Regions from separate parts of the Mus musculus genome. Here all the other regions are linked to region 1. A link is a contact called in public HiChIP or PLAC-seq and promoter capture Hi-C data. All regions are on one chromosome and are shown on one strand. Each heading gives the region's core, a stretch centred on a gene start, on an enhancer-like site or on the middle of the called end of the contact. The rest is flanking DNA. Distances are from core to core; before and after follow the strand shown. Region 1 holds the start of Gng13 (guanine nucleotide binding protein (G protein), gamma 13). Region 2 overlaps Unkl (unkempt family like zinc finger). Region 3 overlaps Cacna1h (calcium channel, voltage-dependent, T type, alpha 1H subunit).

Region 1 (5,086 bases), core at 882-3,381:
GGAGCAGGTGTGTGTGTGTTGGGGGTAGGGCTGGAGCAAGATGATTACCGGAGGGTGGGGCTTGCCCCAATCCCAAGGAGCCACCTGTTGCTCTCAGAAAGTGGGCAGTGGTTAGTAGAGGTCCTCCTAGTCGCAGGCCTTGCTCAGAGGCCTTGGGAGTCTCCTCTCACATGGGAAAGGCCTAGGTGTGCCTGCTTGTTCACTGGCAAGCTGACGGCCCTCTTTTCTGCTAGCCTGAGAGGGACTTCTTTGGACGTGTGGTCATCAGGAAAGTGGCAGTCCCGAGCAGAGGTGTGTATGGGTCACAGAAGGAAGGGAGGGGGTGGAGACATAGGCTGGGGTCTGCTGAGGTGCAAACCTTTTGGTCCCTGCAGAGGTTGAGGCCCCCCAGAAGGACGCGGACGAGTGGCGCATGGGTGTGGCAGTGGGCAGGAGTGAGGTGTGGTTCCGGTTCAACGAGGGCGTCTCAAATGCTGTTCGGCGCAGCCTGTACATCAGGGACCTGCTGTAGCCCCACTGCCCCAGGACATCAGATCGCACTGGCTCCCACAGGGAATGGACTAAAGCAGAGACACCCGGAGAAGTCTATTTATAAAGTCACACCTTACAGAGAGTGTGGGTCAGGCTCATAGGATGGTGCACTTGGCCTTCTCTACCCAAGGGTTGTTCTTCATCAGGTCTGGGTTCAGGAAGGGGTCCTTGGGGATTCCATCCTCAATCCACTTGAGAAGCCTGTGAGTGGGGAGTGTCAGTGAGTGTCGGTCATTCCCGTGGCACCTGCCTACTGGGGGTGTGAGGTCCTGGTTCACACAAGGGGCAGTGGCTGGGCAGGTAAATGACAGACATCATGGGGCACTCACTCGGGGATGGTCTTGGACGACATCTCCCTCTTGAAGGCCAGTTGGTACTTGAGGCTCTCTACCTCCTTCTTCATCTGGGGCACATCCCACTCCTCCATGGCGTCGGGGGCGTCGGTGGTAGCCAGCCTGAGGCTGGTGGGCAGGAGAAGCGAAAAGAGCTGGGTCTGCAGCCCCCACCCCCACGCCACCCTCAGCCCCAGGACAGAGGGAGATCCTGGGACCATACCACCCATTGGTCCTTCCTGAGGTCTGGAGTGATGTTGGCAAAGAGCCCGAAGAGGGCCACAGGGACCCACTAACAAGACCCCTGAGCCTTCTCTACCCAGTGGGGCTGATTAGCTGCAGAGCAAACTTTCCGTTCTTGGCTGGGCAAATGAGCCTGAGAAGGCCCAGCCCTGGATTGGGAGGACAGACTCATCCCTGCCTAGGGAGGTTAAAAGATGGACTTCTGAGTACCCAGGGCAGCCCCCACCCCCCTTCCAGACCCACTTCTAACTCAGACCCTGGGTGCTGCGATGAGAGCCCTGAGATGCTGGGTGCTGCCTGGCCCTCCTGGATGCCTGTTTTGCATGGGTAAAGAGGCTGAGAGGCCAAGTTAATCTCGGGGCTGGGAGGATTTGTCTGCAATTTGCATGTAGGGTGGGGTATGTGCAGAATGTCTGGGGACACAGGCCTTTCAGCAAGCCCAGGACTTGGGAGGTGGGTAGCCTTCCTGAGACCAGTGTTTTCAGATCCAGTCACTGACCTGACTAGGGAGAGCTGTCAGTTGGAGCACAACGGGCCTCCCTTTACCCCTCCCTAGCTAGTTGCACTCCAAAAGACCAAGTCTCTGGTTCTCCCTCCAATCACAGCTTCCACGACCTTGAGAGGGGTCTGGCACCGAGTACCAGACACATCCGGGCTAAGCTTCCATCCCGGGATACTGAGCTGAGCTGGCCTTGGGGAGAGCCTAGGACCCAGCCTTTAGAGTGGCCCATCCTAAAGAGGTCCTGGCAGGGCTCGCAAGGAACCAGTGAGAGGTTGGGTGGGCTAGTATTCCTGGTTGTGTGGGGCCACCTGCAGAGTACCTTTCCCAGAGACCCCCAAGTTACAGTGCCCCACCCTGCTAGGTTCTCCCGCGCCCCACACGCCGACAGGCACGTGGGCGGAGGATCAGCTGCGGGTCCTCCACAAATGGGAGCATCTGGGCTGGGGGCATGGCCCACCACTGGCCCTACCTGCGCTGCTGCCGCCGCCGGAGCCCGGCCGCCGGTGCACCCCGAGACGCCCCCGGCCAGGCGCACGGCGGCGCACACGGGCACTGCGGGCGGCGCGCACGGCGCAGGACAGACGCGCCCCCGTCGCGCAGCGATGGCTCCTGCGCCGCTGGACTCGATCTGTCGGCCGCCCCGCCCCTGAGGCCCGGAGGCAGTTGCCCTGGTCCCAGTAGTTAGAATTAGCCTAGGGGCCCCACCTGGTCAAGCCCTAGAGCCCTGGAGTCTGTTTCCCCCTCAGTGTGAGGTTTCTGTTCATCGGACTTACTTTTGGAGGAGACAGCAAAAGCAGAGATGACAAGGGCCGAGGGATCTGTGGAGTGAGGCTGGGCTGTCCGAGTCCGGGGAGCCCAGGCAGCCGCCCCGCCCACTCTTGCCACCTGGGGCCTTGGTACCGCCTTTACAGGGTTGGGCTGACCCCAAGAGCTCCCTGGGCTGCTCCTACAGCTTTGGCAGGTCTCCCCTGGGGTGGGACATGCAGCAGTGGGAGCTAGTCCCGTCTCTCCTGGGTCAGCTACAACTGCTGGCAACCCAGTTTGACAATCTTGTGATACTGGGACCAGAGCCCTAAACAGCAAAATATGCCCCACCCAACAAGGCTTCTCTGGTCAGGGCCCTCCTATGCAGGGCACTCCAATGCAGGCAGCTGAGAAGAGGGGGTGGGGGCAGAGCACTTCCCACTGTGGTCTTGCAGCCCACCTGGTGCAGGTGACCTTCAGTGTTGTCCACTTATGGGAGGCTGGGGGGCATCCCGCAGAATTCCACGACAAGAGCCTCACCTAGAAGGGGTTCAGGCCTCCCTCCATAGCACTCCCACCTTCTGGCGCCTTCCTCATTCCCAGGCAATGACTTCAAAAGAACCCACGGTTGGATAGTGCGTGGGGGCCTCGGGTGTGAAGGGTCACCCATCTCCAGCTTTGGGTAGATTAAAAGTTAGCTTAGGGGGTGAGTAGGTCAGTTTCTTAGCTGATGCTGGATGGCCTTTGGGTAGGGAGAAGAGTACTTCCTCAGCCACAGGATTTTGAGCCCTGTGCCCGGCGGCAGCCACCTCCCTATTTCTCAGAGACTCTGTAACGGGGGCAGGGGGCTAGCCCTGCCTTCAACTAACCAGAGCAGCGCCTCCCTTTCCCAGTGTTACTGTCAGAGGTACACCTCACCAACTCTTGTGGGAGCTGTGCTCTGGGGACCTTCATATGACGCAGGCTGCAACAGCAACCCGTGGGGGAGGGGCAAGCCTGTCCTGGGAGGCAGGGCCAGTACCTTGCTAAGTATTCTGGGTCCTCTGAGGGCTGGAGGTTTGTTGAGTGGCCCTTACCTAGACAACAGGATAGGTCAGAGTTAGAGGAACAGAAGGAGTTCAGAGCTCACCCTGCCCAGGAGATGGCCTGGACCCCTGCAGGTATGATCAAAAGACAGACCAGGTCCCTGTCCCTTGGACTCTCAGGACCATCAGTCACACAGCAGGCTTCCCTGGTGTTGATCAGTGAAATGGGGTCACCAAGCTTCCCTGGCCCCTGATGTGCATCAACATGTGGTTAGATCAGGAGGCATCCCTGGAACTGGGGCACGCTAGGGAGCGGAGAGATTACTTATCATGGATTTGGGGGTTGGAGGAGCTTAAGGTTAATGGTGCCAGGCCTCAGGGCAGATGTCGTTCTTCCTGGTAGGGTGGAGGACTGTCATATCTCCTGGGACCTGTGCTCACTCTCCCTCCCCATGCCTTTTGTGTGCCCTGATCTAGATGCACACCCTAACACTTAGGCTACCATGGGTGTCTGGCAGGAGAAAAGCTGGGAGAGCCACCAGAGCACAGTGACAATAGGGAGGAAGGGGGCCAGCCACTCTAGAGGCTGAAGGACTAGGTGACCTCCAGAGGGCCCCAGGCTGCCTACATTCACTGGGATGAGGTAATGTTTCTGACTGCACTCCAATGGGACAATCTGAACCCTCAGGTGGTTTCCACGGCTTGGGTGAGTTCCTATTGCTGAGACAGTAGGTAGTGAGACCGGCCTGCTTCAGTGTCCCCAACCCAGCCCCAAGGCTCAGGATTCAGGCTTTATGACTGTTTGTTTGTTTGAGACAGGGTTTCTCTGTGTAGCCCTGGTTGTCCTGGAACTCCCTCTGTAGACCAGGTTGGCCTCAAACTCAGAAATCCGCCTGCCTCTGCTTCCAAGTGCTGGGATTAAAGGCCTGTGCCACCACTGCCCGACTTTATACAATTTATTAGACTCAGAGAAGTCAGTTAGGGGCTGACCGAGATAAGGAAGTGAGTCCTGGAGCGGCAACAGGTCCTAGAGGTAGTCAGGTCTTGGATCCCTATCGAGAGGGCCCCCCCACCCTCCACAATGGAGGCCGGGGGGCATCTTAGGGTGCACTGGTGGCTGGGCTCTGGCTGCAACAGCAGCACAGGTAGGGCCAGTGGTAGGCCATGCCCCCAGCCCAGGTGCTCCCATCTGTGCAGGACCCACAATTGGGATCCACATCTGTTAGCCAGGTGAGGTAGGTCCTTTAATTCAAGCACTTGGGAGGCAGGGAATCTCTGTGAATTTTAGGCCAGCCTGATTTACATAGTTCCTGGTGAGCTAAAGTCTCAGAAACATCAAGAATCCATCATAAACAAACAAACAAACAAACAACCTCCAAAGATACCATCTGTTCTGAACTCATGAGTCCCTGTCTGGGCTGAAACAATGACCCCATGACTCCTTAGTTCCCATCCTTCTACCCAAGTGGAAACTTCCTAAATGTTCATCCCAGTCCTCTCAAGCAGGAAGCAGTGTGGAGGGGTCTTGATGCTAGAGCACAGTGGTAACAGGATACAAAAGATTTGTAAGATGCTGGCTGTAGCGGCATATACTTTTACTCCTAGTACTTTCAAGGCAGGAGGATCTCTCCGATTTGAGGGCATGCTGGTCTAGATATAGATTTCCAGGACAGCCAGGGCTCTATAGTGAGTGTCTCTATCTCAAAGGA
Region 2 (5,086 bases), core at 1,342-3,841, 510 kb after region 1:
GCAGGCTGGCCCTGAAGTCACAGAGATCTGTCTGCTCTGCTTCCCAAGTGCTGGGATTAAAGGCGTGTATCACTGTCACCACCAGTCTTAAGTATTTTGAACAGTAAAACAAAGGACACATGAATATGAGCAAAAGAAAGAAAACAATTACAGAACAAGTAGGCAGTGGGACTGGGGGCTTAACTCAGCAGTAGAGTGCGGACACAGAAAGGCCTAACAGAAAGCCATGCGATGCTGTACCTGCTTGCTGTCCTCAGTAGCTTTCTGGCTTCCTTCAGAGGGGGAGTCTTTCCTTTTGGCCTGCAAATAGAAGACCCGCTCAGGTTAGAAAGGCAAGGAGACATCTCCTGAAAACACATAGGCCTACACTTTGTTTACAATTTAGAAAATGCTGGAGCTGGTGTGCTGGACTGGGCTTGTAATCCCATTACAAAGGAGACTGAGGCGGGCAGATCGTTGAGTTTGAGGCCAACCTAGGTCATAGAATAAGACCTCATCTCAAAAAAAAAAAAAAAAAAAAAAACCAAAAAACCAAAACAATAACCAACAACCCTACAAAACACTGAGAAAGTGTTTACACAGTTCCTGTTCACTGGTACCCAAAGCTCTTCCCACATTTGGATCACTCAGGGAAAGACAGGCCTTGACACATGTACCAAGCCAAGGAGTTATTCAACAAAATGGCCTGGGTGTGTACAGGTCTCTTTTTTTGTTTGTTTGTTTTTTTCGAGACAGGGTTTCTCTGTATAGCCCTGGCTGTCCTGGAACTCACTTTGTAGACCAGGCTGGCCTCAAACTCAGAAATCCACCTGCCTCTGCCTCCCAAGTGCTGGGATTAAAGGAGTGCGCCACCACCGCCCGGTGTGTGCAGATCTCTTGCTTGACCCAAACAGCACCAAGGCTAAGTCTGTTCAGAATTGCCCAAGGGAGGTTGTGGTGGTTTGAATAGGTTTAGCCTCATAGACTCATGTTTGAAAGTCTGGCTATAGGGAGTGACACTACCAGGAGATGTGGCCTTGTTGGAAGAAGTATGTCACTTTGTGGGAGGTCTGCTCTGCTCAGGCTACACACAGGGTGGAATCTAGTCTACTCGTGGCTGCCAGCCGATCAAGATGTCGAATTCTTAGCTACTCTAGCACCATGCCTGTCTGCACACCGCCATGGTCTTGCCATGATGATAATGAACCTCTGAACCTGTAAGCCAGGTCCAATTAAATGTTGTCCTTTGTAGTGTTGCCTTGGTCATGGTGTCTCTTCACAGCAATGAAACCCTAAGACAGGCCCAGCTGTGCCTCCTTGAAGGAGAAGAGCTCCCAGCATTTCAAGTGGCCCTGTGAGGGTTTTGTGACAATTCCAAGAGACGTGGAAAGTTCTGAGTATAGAGTGCCCGCAGGGTTCCAGGCCCAGAGCAGGAAAGAATGTAGAGATGACTCATCCACAGGCACTCCTCCACCCTCACTCAGAGAGAGAGGGACTCTCGGGAGAGCTCACTGACACCAGCAACAGAGCATCACAGACTGGGGCCTCCTGAGCCGAGAGCAGCAGAGGATGCCTGCCATACCTAGAACACATATGGAGCCTGCCCTACCAGCCAGAGAAGACCATCCTAGGCAGAAGGGCCAAAGAACAAAAGTGACTAAACCCTAGACCACAAAGAAACACCTACAGAACCTCAGGAGCCCTAACAGACTCAGGGTCCAACAGTGGCTTAGCAACCAAGTGCAGCGACACCCTGACTGCATGAGCTGAGCAGAGCGGCTCTGTTCAACTAATTCAGGGAGACTTCTTTTTTTCCCCTCATTTTTAATAGTTTGTTTTTGTTTTGTTTTGTTTTAAGACAGGGTTTCTGGAACTCACTTTATAAACCAGGCTGTCCTCAAACTCAGAGACCTCCTACCTCCACCTCCTGAATGCTGGGCATAAACCACACTGCCCAGCAACCTCAGGACTACGTCAATGTCACACAAACTGTTTAGAACCAAATGCTATTTTAAATCCGTTTTTGAACATCCTGTCCCTATCCTGGGATGGCTCCCCAGGGACCTACTCTAGTGGCTGACTCTGGCACGAACAGGAAGTGACTTCTCAGTCCGAGAACGATCCATCCTCATCACACCCATCAGATACAGGACGCCCCTCACCCAAAGCATGGGGATGCCGAGTAACAGACTGAGATGCTGCATCAGATACCACTTGTTGATGACCTCCAACTGCCTAGGACGGACAGCCCAAGGGATCTGCCAAGTCGAGGGCTGGCAAGGCACCAGATGCCCGCTAAGGCCGAATCCCACAAAGCAGTGCAGCAGGGGCATGATGTCCTGCTCCAGCCCAGGCAAGACTTTTCTAGACTATCTGAGGAGGAATCACAACTCCACATGTAGGCTGCTTTCAGCCACACCACCCAAACCTCACCCCATGCCTGTCCCCTCAGTGGGACTGATCCAAGCAGTGTCCACTTACACTTCCAGGCTGGCTGCTATAAGCTGAGGTGCTGTTGGAACTGAGATCACGGCAGCTCCACTCGTTCACCATAGCCAGGCTCTCTGCCAAGAGAAAAAAAAGAGAAACTGGCACTGAGGGGCCGCCAGCTGGCCCACAGGACAGGTGGAGAGGACCGGTTGATGTTGTAACCACTTCCCTTGTTCTGGGTGGCAGGCCAGCCCACACAGAGCCATGAAATTAAAATAAAAAATTCTTTTTTGCTGGGTGGTGATGGCGGCGGTGCACGCCTTTAATCCCAGCACTTGGGAGACAGAGGCAGGTGGATTTCTGAGTTCGAGGCCAGCCTGGTCTACAGAGTGAGTTCCAGGACAGCCAGGGCTACACAGAGAAACCTTGTCTCGGAAAAAAAAAAAAAAAATTCTTTTTAGGGGCTGGAGAGGTGGCTCAATGGTTGGTACATCTGTTTTAAGGTGTGTATTCTGTGTGGATGTGTGCATGTGAGTACAGGTGCTCCGGGGGTCCCTGAGTGTGCATTTGATTCCCTAGCGGTTGTGGGTGCTGGGAATTCAGCTCTCGACTCTGCAAGAGCAATGCATGCTCTTAACTACTGAACCATCTCTCTAGCCCCAAATAGTGCTATTTGGGTTCAATCATTTTTAACATGAACAACAACATGTCAAGTGTGATCAGAAACAGCTGCCACTCCAACTGGAACAGAAAATGAAGTCTGAGCTTGCAACTGCTTTATAACCACCAGAACTCAGACTCCTGAGCTGGGGGAGCAGCTTTAGAGAATCAATTATGAGCCTATGTGACAATAAATGACCGTAGGGTCTGAGGCCAGCTGGCCAAGCCCAACTAAGGATCTTGGCACCTCTAGCTACAGGGACAGAAAGTGACTCTACAAAGCCACTGACACTCAGTCCCAGCAGGACAGCAGCAAAGCAGGTGAGCACGAGAATGACAACAGATCCGTATCCCCAGGAGGCAGGTGGGACCTAGGAGGCCGGGGACAGGGGTCCTTTCAAGCATCACAGGTCTAGTCTGTCCCAGGTGCAAAGGGCAAGGCAGGTCCAGCCATGAGGCATGAGCCCTCCCCTCTCCCTGCCCCCACCCCAGCCATCTCAACGGGCATTATATACAGGATTCCCAGACATGCCTAGTCCCAGGTCACTGTGAGACTGTGGAGCTGCTGAGTGAGCTCCTTGGCCACATGGTGGCTGAGGTGCCCCCTCCCCCACACCCCCCTGAAGATCGTCTACTTACTCTCAGTGTGTGCAAAGGCACAGAAAGGGCCCCGAGGGCAGTAGCCAGTTTGGCGCATATCGTTGCATTTTGTAGATTTGTAGATCTAGGAAATCAGACAAAACATGGTGGCTTAGTGATCTGTTTTCTATGAAGCGCAGCTGGCCGCTTAGAACACCGAAGCAAACAGAGTGAGTGAGCACTTCCCAGCTGCAGAACAAATCTGCAGTGTCTCCAAAAGCTCATGAAGGCCTGGCTCTTAGACCAGAAGATGCTGGACCGGTGACAAGGCAGGGCCTAGTGCAAGGCCCCTGTAACTATGAGATATGCTTGTGATCATGACTGGGAACCTCCAAATCTTTGAGCTACACAACCCTTTCCTTTCTAGTGATAGACAGATGGCCACCATACCATTTGCCCCTAGATGCCCTTGGTCCTAAAAACCCTCCGCTCTGCAAAATGTATTGGTCAGAGCCAAGTCTGTCTGTCAGACCGCCAGGCAAAGACTACTTGACACTCTGGAAAGGTGTCTGTCTGGTAGACAGCAGAAGCTCGAGCAATGCCTGTTCAATGATAGGTGCTTATACAAGCACCTATCTTACGACCAGACTGCCCACTACTTCACCATGGGGACCTGGGAAAGAACGAAGACAAGACTGGCACCCAGGAGCCAACATTCCCTAGATACCAAAACAACACTACCCACTCAAAAGGCTCAGGGAGGGCATGACAACAGCCCCTGCACTAGCACACTTATGCCTGCATACAGCTATGCCCTTCAGTTCCACTAGCCTAGCCCCACTACCTGCAGACTTAGATGCCCAAGGACATTTTGTCTGCTTATTCATTCTTTTATTAATTAATGTATTTACTTTACATCTAGATTGCAGCCCTCTTCAAACATCTCCTCCCCCTACTTTTTCATTTTAATTCAAATCTGAATGCATTCTGTTTGGATGACTGAGCAGCCAAGGGGAACTCATAAGGAATGGGCCAAACACCTATCTAGAATATTCCACAGGACAGTCCTTCCCATCTATGTGGTGACCTTTGAACCCCTGAACATCCTCACTACTGAAAGTCTGTTGCTCAGGGACAGGCAGTTTACTCACATAGCACCCAGGCTGGAGCTGTGGGCTACACTCGATCAGCTGGACCTCAGTAGGTACTAGAAATAGGGCAGCCAGTGCCAGGGGAGTGGTGGGAACTCTCTAGTGACAACTGTCCCTTCCTGGTTATACTCCCTGTCTGGGAGGCGAAGCTGTTTTCACTTCACGGGTCCTTCCTGTCTTCCTGCTCCCACCCCACTTCCCTAACTCCTCCAAGGCTGATTTAATACATCTCATAGCATGTGGCGTTTCTGAGTCCTACATGCCCTTCCAGTGAGGATCCCACACAC
Region 3 (5,086 bases), core at 1,410-3,909, 320 kb after region 1:
TAGTCCCTGGCCTTGAGGGGCAGCCCAAGGAGAACAAGGAAGGAAAAGGCTAGGGTTGTGGGACCTCAGAGCTGGAGACCTCAGCCAGGTAAAGGTACATCGGTGTGAAGTGTGTCATCTCTTACTGGATGGTTTCTGTCTTCCTTTGGAGAATCCTGAAATCTTCAGACACCTTGCCCCAGACATGCCCAGTGCCATAGAGTGAGCACCATAGGTAACCTAGTACAGCAGTGCCTGAGGGACCAACCTATACAATCACATCCAGACCACATGAGCCAACCACCTGGGCTGTGCCTGGTGGAGGCCACTAAGCACGGAGCATGTAACCCCTCACACAACCCTGGAGTAGGAAGACTGGGCCAGGTTCACTGGACTGGCAGCCCGGGGCAGATGTGCCTCTGTACTCTGTTTCTTATTATCTCTTTGCCCTGGTAATTCATGACCTGGCTCCTGGAAAGGCCTAGGTAAGAGCTCCTTGCTATCTGCCAACCAGAGGTTGCTCAGCCTTTGGTTTAGGGAGCCCAGTACTCCTAGTTCAAGTCACAGAACTTTCACAAGCAGAGGCATTGCCTAAAAAAAAGCAAAAGATGTGACAATGTGAAGGGAGCTAAAGCCAAGTCTCACCCCTCTTTGTCCCACCTTGTACCTTCCCCATGTGCCCATGGACGAACGATGCCACCTGGTCTTTACCTTTACGTTCATGCGCAGAGTGTGCATCCTAGAGAGACGGGTTCATGGCCTCATTGTGACGTTCTCCATAGATGAGGCTGTGTGACTTCGTGACTTGCTCTCACCCCTTCTCCGCTCCCCTCATGTCCTAGTTCATACAGCAGCAGCATTTTTAACGACAGGGCCACAGACTGCATAGCGTGTGTGTGGTGAACCGTGCACCTTACCTAGAAGCTCTGCTGTTTTGGCTTCTTTTCAACACGGGGAGCCCTAGCGCTTGGGCCAGAAGCCCTTGGGCCTCCCTGGCCACCATGGTTGTATAGCTTCTAGATGAGTAGCCCGTCCAGACCCCATTGTCAGAGAGAGACAGGCCAGGAAGACCATGCTGGGGGAGTCCGACTGCATCTAGGGTAGAACCTGTCTCGCTGCCCACTGAGTACAGAGTGCTGCAGCCACCTGCCCAGGACGGTTATCTGATGCGGGACCTGAAGCTGCTATTCTGTCAGTAGAGACAGACGGCTTCCACTGAGCATGTGAGGACTCATTGACAGACTCACCTCCTCACCAGGCAGGGCTGACCTACTGAGGACACTCCTTTACCATGAATAAACATGTCCCTTTTTTTTTGAACAAATTGAAAAGTAAGGTTGAGTGCCCCTGAGAACTCGGTGGCAGCAGAGGCTGCAGGGAGGGTGGTCTGTGAGCCTCAACACTGCAGAGTGACAGAGAGGACAGCCCAGATCCCAAGGACAAGGGGGGGGCACTGTAAAACAAGGGTCCCTGCAGAGGGAAGCCTAGAACCCCCAAGGCAGAGTGTGGGGGCTGTCTGTCTGACCTCTTTTCCTATAGTGGCCCTCCAGCCTTCTGTCCCTCCTGCCCAGCCTTTCGCACGCAAACCAAGCTGTTCTGGATCTGGCCTAATGGAGCTTAGCTGGCTGTGCAGATTGCTCTGAGGGCTGGTAGGCGGGGCTGGAGCAGCTCAAAAGCTAATCCTCTGATCTCATGTACCACCTAGCAGGGAGGCCTTGTTGGAATCCTTGTCTTGCTTGGGGCCCACTCTGACAACGGAGGCCAAGCAGCAGCCACACCTGAAGACTCCTGACCCTCACCCCAGCTAAGCATGGCCACACTACCTATTGGTATGAGAGTGTGGGGCTCTTGGGACCTTGGCCGTCTCACTGGGTTAGGGACTGCAAAACTCACAACTCCCGCTGCCCTGCTTTTCTGGTGGCACCCTTTCCTCGTCCCCCCACGTGACAGACACGTGGTGGGTGATAACTCAGAAACCCTGCCCAAGAACTGAGCACATCAGGGGGACTTAAGGCCTTGCTTCTTGCTGTACCGGAAGGATCTGTGTAAATCAAGTGCTGTGACAGATGGAGAAACTGAGACCTGAAGAAGGGCAGTCATAGTAGATTCAGGGCAGATCATGCCCCCTGACTCTAGTCCAGATCTGAGTCACTAGGGTTGGGTGAGGAGAATCCCAGGGACTGTAAGCCAACATGGGGGCTGTGTCAAGCTGGGTGTTAATAAATCCTGGGGTCTGAGGGTGCTGGATCCCATTGGGCCATACCATCCTGTATCATGTAGCTCCCCAGTAAGAGATTGTATTTCATCTGGAGACCCAGCTAGAACTGTCACCCATGGGAGCCAGCAGCTTGTTAAGTTAACCAAACAAGCAACAAGAGACTGTTCCCTGACAGGCCTCAGTGACTTTATAGAAATGACAGTGGCCACCCAACCAGCAGGGTACGTACTGTAGCTTCCTCACTTCTGCTAGGACAAGGGATCATGGCAAAGTACAGCCTTTCTCAGCATGTATGTCTTCCTCGTGGTTCCCTTTGAGTGAAGAAGGGCAGACCCAAGATGTGTTTCAAGAAGAGGCACTTAGCTCTAATGGGAGACCCTACTCCCTAGTTTGCATCCCTTCCCAAGCCCAGCCTGATGCCCACCCTGAGCAGGCTCCAGGTGGGACAACTGCTTCAGCACCACGGACAGCGACCGCCGCCACTGCCTTCCCTCCAGTGTCCTCTCCGATCAGGTTCACAGAAGGCTACATTTAGGGACTTTGTTTGTGGTGCATTGAAGATGATCCATCTGTGACCCAGGGACCCTTCTGTGGACTCTGGTCCACTGGTCATGGGACCAGTGCGGGTTTCCTGCACAGGCAAGAAGGAGAAGGGACCTTGCCATGGGGTAACCTTGTGTCTCCCGGGGGAAGGCTATGTCCATTGCAGACAGCCTGGAGAGCCTAGAAAAGACTTCTTTACCTAATGTTTTGAAATCTCCACAGCAGGGCCTTCCCTTTGCTGGGTGCTGACTGGGATTTCTGGCCCCGTGGTGTGATGTAGAGTGGGAAGGCTGTTGAGCCCCTCCAAAGTGAGAGGTGGCCAGGCAGACCATGGGATGCTTGGAGTTTGGAGTGGGGCCCCAACAAGGGTAGCTGATAGCTGTTATGTTTGATAATCTCTAGCCACAGGGCCCTCTGCCATTCAGGGGGTCTTCTGGGACCCCTTGTTCAGCCACTTGTCTTGCTTCTCAGACCTTTGCTGCTTGCTAAGCCTCAGAGCTAGGTGGGTCTGTGCTGTCTGAGCGAGAGACTCCCACAAGGAGAGATCAGATTAGTCCACTTGGCTGGGTTCAGGCCCTGGGCTGTACCAGCACCAACTCCTGCCCACATATCTGTTTGGTTTCCTCTAACCCCCATGGAAATTGATTCTAATTTGTAGAAAGCCTGCAGGAATTTTAATTAAACCCAGAAAATCTATCTGTTGTAATTAAGCCTCTAGAAGTCACCCGGCTCCACGTGTTGTGACCAGTGGTGCTGCCTGTCCTTAGCTGCCCACAGAACATGACCAGGGGGCAGCATGACACGTGAGGTATGTCCTTGCTGTTGTAGGAAGCTGAAACTCCCCACTTAGGTAGATCTCTGGTCTGTGCCTGGAAGAGACCAGCCCTGGGCCCTGGACATGATCTGTTTCCCTACTAGGTTGGGGGGCGGGGGGTCCTGCCAGGCCTCCTGCAAGTTTGCCCTGTTTCCCTCTAACCCAGAGCCCTTGGCTGCCTCTTGTCTCAAAGCAGCAATCACTCAGGGAGGGCACTCCAACCTTGGTATCAGTCTCGGCGGTAGCTGTATGTGAAGGTAACAGCTGGGGCCTGGGATTCCTGGGTACGTTGACTAAGGGTTCTAGAGACAGTCCAGGCAAGCCAGCTTCAGGAGAGCATGGCCCATCTCAGTCTTTACTGGAGAGTCTGTAAGTGGGTGTCTGTGTCCCAAGCCTGAGAGAAATCAAATGATGGGCAAAGAAGTCAAGAAGCAGGCAGGCCACAGTCCTGGGCATCTGAGTGGGTGGGGGTACACAGGATAAGCTAAAAAAGCCCATTTCCACTGATAGCCTCTTCCAGAAATAGGGCAGGCAGAGCTTCGTGGTCAGGGTAGTAAGGCAGACAGTCAGGAAGGGCGTGGCCTGGGAGCCATGTATGATCGGCTGGTCTGAGCGTATGCCCTGCTGGTGGCCTCCCCCCGGGCCAGTGGAGAAGAGAGCTCCTGTCCCCCATGGCTTTGTGCTTCCTCTCTGAGCCTGCTCCCCTCTAATCCAAAGCAGCACCCCCTCACGTTGGAAATTCAAGTCTAACCCCCGAGCCTCATGGGGATGCACACTGGAACCCCTAAAACAAGGCCACCCCCTAAAACACCAAGCCCTTGTCATCTCTTGTCTGTCCACATGGAGAATAGCACAGAGCGCTGGGAATGAGCTTGGCAAAGCCGGGAATTGCCCGGTGTGGGGTGTGCAGAAGTTGCTTGGGGCCACAGGCTCTCCACCGGATGTGTAGACAAGGACGGGCTGAGAAGTCTCCAGTCTCTCGGCCTGGGAGTCGTGCTGCCCGTCAGAGGCAGGCCAGTGCTGCACTAGCAGGAGGCTGATTTTTGTTTTCCGCAGCCCCATTATGGCAGAGGCGCTCGTTACTGCTGAACCCATTAAGTGTAATTATGACGCTCTCAGCAGGAGCGTGTAATTACATTGGTGGCCTGGCACCACCGAGCACACCGCCTGTGTGGGCTAAGGGGCCCAGCTCCGTGGACAAAAGGGGTCAAGAGTCAGGACTGCAAGAAGGGTGTCAGAAAATGGGCTAGCCCTCCCTCCCCTCCGTCTCCTGCTCCCAGGTACCTCCGTGGATGGGGGCCACAGACCACACCAATACCAGCCTATGTCCTGTGTCCACGCACCGAGCTGACAGTGCTGCTGTTTAGGGGTTGGCACGTTATGGGGAGGGGGCAGGGCTCTGTGCTACTGTTCTCGTGGCAGACTCAGAGGTGTGTGACCTGTTCAAGGTCACCTTCAGGAGATTCCTTCTCTCCCTACCACATGTTCTTAAGCTCCCATGTCCCTCCAGTTATACTTTCCTTCATTCTCTG

What was found. Promoter capture Hi-C pulls out the DNA fragments that hold promoters and counts their contacts. HiChIP or PLAC-seq counts read pairs in DNA pulled down with a chosen protein or histone mark.
Region 2: a promoter capture Hi-C map of pre-B cells shows a contact between it and region 1, with 2.1 times the contacts expected there. The contact joins the enhancer-like site here to the promoter of Gng13 in region 1. A contact is called at or near these places in 9 of 39 promoter capture datasets (the 3T3-L1 cell line, the HPC-7 cell line, cranial neural crest and 5 more), 1 of 115 datasets of contacts at active chromatin or transcription factors (astrocytes) and 3 of 9 other capture datasets (embryonic stem cells, macrophages and pancreatic islet).
Region 3: a contact with region 1 is called in an H3K4me3 HiChIP or PLAC-seq map of craniofacial prominence, with 4 times the contacts expected there. The contact joins the enhancer-like site here to the promoter of Gng13 in region 1. A contact is called at or near these places in 18 of 39 promoter capture datasets (the 3T3-L1 cell line, 3T3-L1-derived adipocytes, the C10 cell line and 12 more), 2 of 15 datasets of contacts at CTCF or cohesin (embryonic stem cells and large pre-B cells), 50 of 484 Hi-C or Micro-C datasets (the 63-12 cell line, B cells, the C2C12 cell line and 34 more), 11 of 115 datasets of contacts at active chromatin or transcription factors (bone marrow-derived macrophages, craniofacial prominence, differentiating embryonic stem cells and 7 more) and 5 of 9 other capture datasets (adipose tissue, embryonic stem cells, embryonic tail and 2 more).

Annotation. Positions count from the first base shown.
Region 1 is chr17:25,714,573-25,719,658 of GRCm38.p6, reverse strand. It overlaps Gng13 (guanine nucleotide binding protein (G protein), gamma 13), which reads right to left and starts at 2,131. Exons shown (of 3, transcript NM_001357782.1): 1 at 2,078-2,131; 2 at 861-992; 3 at 557-732. The coding sequence starts at 958. The coding sequence ends at 627. Chtf18 (CTF18, chromosome transmission fidelity factor 18) reads left to right here. Exons shown (of 22, transcript NM_145409.2): 20 at 1-7; 21 at 234-291; 22 at 375-629. The coding sequence ends at 511.
Region 2 is chr17:25,208,261-25,213,346 of GRCm38.p6, reverse strand. It overlaps Unkl (unkempt family like zinc finger), which reads right to left. Exons shown (of 15, transcript NM_001197024.1): 7 at 3,709-3,793; 8 at 2,461-2,543; 9 at 241-300. Among named protein-coding and RNA genes, the nearest start is that of Gm52286, 21 kb to the right of the region's middle. Within about 2 kb of position 2,591, at least 84 of the 459 cell types and tissues checked have an H3K27ac peak or open chromatin away from gene starts, as enhancers often do. A contact at or near this core is called in hippocampal neurons and pre-B cells, where this site is marked.
Region 3 is chr17:25,398,219-25,403,304 of GRCm38.p6, reverse strand. The region is part of intron 2 of Cacna1h (calcium channel, voltage-dependent, T type, alpha 1H subunit); the gene reads left to right. Among named protein-coding and RNA genes, the nearest start is that of Gm33617, 13 kb to the right of the region's middle. Within about 2 kb of position 2,659, at least 16 of the 459 cell types and tissues checked have an H3K27ac peak or open chromatin away from gene starts, as enhancers often do. A contact at or near this core is called in craniofacial prominence, where this site is marked.